Regions from separate parts of the Lactuca sativa genome. Here region 1 is linked to region 2. Evidence: chromatin contacts called from public Hi-C data. All regions are on one chromosome and are shown on one strand. Each heading gives the region's core, a stretch centred on a gene start, on an enhancer-like site or on the middle of the called end of the contact. The rest is flanking DNA. Distances are from core to core; before and after follow the strand shown. Region 1 holds the start of LOC111880497 (protein PLASTID TRANSCRIPTIONALLY ACTIVE 10). Region 2 holds the start of LOC111880531 (malate synthase, glyoxysomal).

Region 1 (2,727 bases), core at 107-2,606, 260 kb after region 2:
ACTTAATAGACCAGAGAAACGACTTAACGACTTAATACACATCATTTATCAAGACTTACCCATCATGAACACCTCCAATGTCAACGAAAGCTCCTTGATAAAGATGCAAAGTAGTCACTTTACCAACACAAATCTGCACAAGATATACATATATGTATGTATGTAAGTACGTTTATAGCATGAATTGCTATTTGGATAATAAGATTTACAGGTTCATTTTGGTAATAAAATCAATGCAAGTGCATACTTATACATGGCTCAAGAGAATTACAGAGCAGTAAAACTTACTTGTCCGGGGTAGTAAAATGGTAGCTCGTACTGCAGAAGGGAAAGGTAAAGTGGGTAAGAAAACGTAAGATCATCATCGATTTTGGTTCACATTATTTCAAAACTTACCATTCCTTCTTTATAATCTTTCCCTCTTTTCCTTCTACCAGGAAAATAATCTTGATCATACTGTATCAAAAATTATGGATCTCATTAGTGTATAACATGAATAGCTTGGAATTATGGGGTGTTTTCAAAGTGAGTATTAATTACAAGTTGAGGAATTACTATAAGAATTGAGTGTTGGGATGAACCTTATATGATTCCTCCTCCAATCTATCTCTATTCGCATCCACCCATTCGTTATACTGCTTCAGAAACACCTTATATCTGTCCAAACACAAATCATCTGTATTGCTTTTTGCTTCATTCTGTACTTGCTCAAGATCAACTCTAGCTGAAAACTTATGAGCTTCCCTGATAAATTCCAGCTCTTTCTTATCCACTTCCCACCCCTTCGGCGGCCAATCTCGCGGTGGCACGTGACGGACCACCAGCGGCCCTGCCCATGTCGTCTTCAAGGGCTCCGGAATGTCGCCCTTAAGCTCGAACTGTTTCGCGTAAAATTCGTCCTCTGTTAACCCTAATTCTTCCATTTTCTTCTTCCTGTAACTAGGTCTCAACATTTTGAAGGCTTCAATCGAATCAGGATTTTCCAATGCTACTTCTTCTCCTTCGTTGAGTGATTTTCTGGCGAAATCTCCTTCTGGAGTAAGGATTTCCTCCCATGGAGCCCAACCTCCTTCGATCCAGTTGCGGCGACGGGCTTCATCTTCAGTTTCCACGTCTTTGGGACCGAATTTTTCGATGAAATCCTCATCGACCGGGAATTCGTCCGCTGAGAAACCTTTAACGGTGAATTTTCCAGTTGAGATGAAGTGAAGGGATGGGTTTATATTACGGGATTTGAATAGCTTACTAGGATTTAGGATTTTTGGAGGAGGAAGAAAGGAGATGGGATGAGGGTTTAAGAGGGTTTGCATTCTCACTTGCTTGCTCAGAGTGGATAAAGTTGGTTTGAGTAGTTATGTAATTGTAGTGTATGAAACTATGCTGACCGAATTGTAAAGAAAAAGTAAACATAGGGACTGTAATAGGCAATCAATCTTTGTTTTTTTAATTTCAAATGGATCACGAAACTATGGTGAATTGTAAAGATAGGTTTTATAATGGGTTTTGCTATAAGTATCTTTTTTATTTTTTTTTATTTCCTAACTTCATCTAATCGATTATTTATCTTTTGACATTATTTTTTTGTTTTTTTGCTTTTTTTTTTGTTTTTTTTATTGTTCTTTTCTTTTATTTATTAGATTATTTTTATTATTTAAAAAAAACTTATTTTTTTTAGAATTACACTACAAATACAATTACATATTGGAAAATATATTTTTGTTCATTTATTATCATATTTTCATATTGAATAAAAAAGCTTACTTATTATTATTATTATTATTATTATTAATAATAAAAACTTACTTTTCATATTGAAATTACACTCTAAATACAAGCATAATTTTAAATTAGATAAAAAAACTTACTTTTATTTGTCGTTCCATCACATTCATTCATAAACAATCTTTTTTATTATTATTATTATTATTATTTCGTCTATCGGAACATTTTTTCATCATCAACAACTACAATGTTGATCCAGGCTCACCATAACCATTATGTAATGGTTGACTTACAATGAACATATATATTGTCTAATGTTTTGTCTAAACTTTTCCCTATATACAGATCAGAACATTCGATTGCATGGAAAACATTATATAGTGTTCGACTAACTGTTTTCAATCCGCATAACACACCACGCAATTGTTATACTGAACCAATTAATATTTGTGATAAATAAAGACAAACTTTGATTTTGTTCAATTTTATATAGTCGGTTGAATTTTATAATATCGTCCGAATTTTATACGCTTATCGATATTTACAACAACAACAACAACAACAACAACAACAACAATAATAATAATAATAATAATAATAATAATAATAAACAAAAAAAAAAAGATAAAAGGGACAAAAAAAATCACAATGGGTGGAATTGTAAAATAAATGTACTTATAGCATTAGCTTTTACAATTTGCATTTTTTTTCCAAATTATTAACTTTTAAGACCATCATATTTGATATATTTGATATTATTGTCTGAAAAAGATTACCAGTTAAACAAAATAAAATAAACAATAAAGATCATTAAACAAATTTGAAAATTTTCTAAAATACAAATGAAGAAAACTCATGAGACATGATACTTTTGTCAAAATCATTTCTTTTGTATACAATTTAGCTCCTTTTATGTTTATTATAAGAATAGCGTTGTTAAATGAATCTAATCCTTGGATTAATGAATCTAATCCTTTTAATGTTCTTTAATTTATGGGTTGAATT
Region 2 (2,700 bases), core at 166-2,665:
GAACCACCTGATCATGTCTACTCCAACCTTCACTAAACTATAACCCCTTTCCTCTTTATATAATCTTTCGTTCTTGCTCCATGGAAGCTCTTTCAAGCTCTGTCTTCATTCCGCCCTTTCAAGAGACGCGCTCCTCCTCTACCTCTTCTACTTCGCTCAGATTAAACTTCTGCTTCCCCAAAACCACGCTTCCTGGATTCCGATCTCGAGGTATTGCCGCTGTTACTCGCGAAGTTGCAGGCGACGGAGAAGATGATGAACAACCACTAGTTGATGACCTCGATTTCTCGATTGTGTATATGAGTAAATCGCGATTTTTTGGGTCTCAATTTTGACAGCGAATTAAGGTTTGAAAGAGGGAAGATGAAGGCTTGTCTGAGAGAGAGAGAGAGAGAGAGAGAGAGAGAGAGAGAGAGAGAGAGAGAGAGGTGAGCCCTTTTTTATTTTTTTAATTGTTAAAATAAATAAATAAATATTAAATTTTAAGAATAATGAAAGAAAAATGAAAAATAAATACCTCAAGGGTATTATAGTCATTTCAGTTTCGGAGGGACCATTTTTGCATACAAACCACTCCAAAAGGACTACGAAACCAAAAAAATCACTGTTTGGACTAAAACCCCAAAATTTTGCATACCACAGGGACCATTTTTGCAATTTACTCAAAATTAAAAAATAAAAATATAGAGGCATGGGACGACATTGATGACGTGACACCGCTCCCCTTTGTTCCAATGACAAATGTAAATTATTAACTTATCCAAGGTTCATTTCCCTAGGCAAATTGGAAACAATAGTCGAGTGTGGTCATCCGTTTTTTGGACTTTTACTCAGAGTCTAATATTCATATTATTTTTGTATGAAATAAACTGAATTATGCTACATTTCTAACTATTCAAATTAATAAAACAAAACTATTTATTAAAACTAAATTAAACTATCCAAAATGATTCCAAAACATGTTTTTTATATATACAACTTTTAAATTACCATATTAAAAGATAATAGTATTATTGTTCTAATCATATAATCTTTATAATATTTATAAAATTAATATAGATTGGACAAGATGTCTACAGTCTAATTCAAAGACACTAGTCTAATTCAAATCAAAACTTATATATTAGACCAAAATATATATTAACAGTTATTAATACCTCTATCATTCTAAGAAAACATATTAAACAATTATTCAATCCAAATTACCGGATACGTTTTGACATCTCTAGTTTTTTTTTTTTTTTTTTTTTTTTTTTTTTTTTTTTTTTTTTTTTTTTTTTAGCAATTGTAACTTAAAAACAATAATTTATCGATCCCAAAGCCCAAGAAGATCGATCATCCCCATTCCCATTCCCCAATCTTATCAACAATACAAAAACTATCGTCACATTCTATTATCTTATGCACGTAAATCCACCCCCAACCCATTTCCATCGTTATCCCCTACACCCCTACACTTTCTTTATAAACTTCGCTAGCCCATAACAACTATATATAAAAACACACTTTATCGACACACAGTTCAGTTTGTGTATCACCAAACATGGCAATGAGTGTGGGGTATTACGGTGACACCGCCATGAAAAAGATCCCCGGTGGCGGCGTAGGTGGCAGATACGATGTTCCGGAGGGAGTAGACATCAGAGGCAGATATGACGAAGAGTTTGCCAAGATTCTTACGAAAGATGCTTTGATATTTGTGGCTGCTTTACAGAGAGAGTTCAGGAACCATGTTAAGTATGCAATGGAGTGTAGGAAAGAGGCTAAGATGCGGTATAATTCCGGTGGGTTGCCAGGTTTTGATCCAGCAACGAAGAACGTAAGAGATGGGGATTGGATGTGCGCGGAGGTGCCGCCGGCGGTGGCTGATCGGAGAGTAGAGATAACGGGTCCGGTGGAGAGGAAGATGATCATTAATGCACTTAATTCTGGAGCTAAGGTTTTCATGGTGAGTGATTTTTGTTTCATGCATTTTGTTTTTTCAATAGTTTACTTGTTTGCAACTTTGCATGATCATCCAACAGTAATCATAACGCGCGACCAAAATAATACGGACCTAAGAATAAACGAAATAGTTATTAGTTGTTATTGCTAGTATTTTGCAATTTTGCTTTGATTAAATAAAAACAAATGACAAAGTTTGTCTAAACTAGTAGTTTATAGTTAAATACTAGTATTGTGCTATTGGGTTAGTAGTATTGGACCAGTGGGTTTTTAAGAGGCTCAAAAGATTATAACATTTTATTTTCCAACTAAACTAACTCTCAAATAATCCGTTCGATAATTTAACATATAAATCAATACATAGGGTTTGTAAGTTGGGTTTTGTAGGAGACGTATAGTCTAGCTTGTTTGAATTCTTAAATGTTATCAGATTCTTAAGAATAACAAACCCTGAAATTAATAAACTAAACAAGCCTTATCATGAATGAAAACAAAACAGGCTGATTTTGAAGATGCACTATCGCCAACATGGGAGAACCTAATGAAAGGACAAGTGAACTTAAAGGATGCTGTGAATGGCACAATCAGCTTTCAGGACAAAGCTAGAAACAGGGTATACAAACTCAATGATCAAATCGCCAAGCTCTTTGTTCGTCCCAGAGGCTGGCACCTACCTGAGTCCCACATCTTCATCGATGGCGAACCCGCAATCGGTTGCCTCGTTGATTTCGGCCTCTATTTCCACCACAACCACGC

The links. A called contact is a pair of places that touch in the nucleus more often than the background predicts.
Region 1: a Hi-C map of leaf shows a contact between it and region 2, with 6 times the contacts expected there. The contact joins the promoter of LOC111880497 here to the promoter of LOC111880531 in region 2. A contact is called at or near these places in 4 of 4 Hi-C or Micro-C datasets (bud, leaf and seed).

Annotation. Positions count from the first base shown.
Region 1 is chr5:29,249,864-29,252,590 of Lsat_Salinas_v11, forward strand. LOC111880497 (protein PLASTID TRANSCRIPTIONALLY ACTIVE 10) reads right to left here and starts at 1,357. Exons shown (of 11, transcript XM_023876923.3): 1 at 582-1,357; 2 at 397-456; 3 at 289-318; 4 at 60-133. The coding sequence starts at 1,310.
Region 2 is chr5:28,993,235-28,995,934 of Lsat_Salinas_v11, forward strand. LOC111880531 (malate synthase, glyoxysomal) reads left to right here and starts at 1,416. Exons shown (of 4, transcript XM_023876963.2): 1 at 1,416-1,948; 2 at 2,444-2,700. The coding sequence starts at 1,544.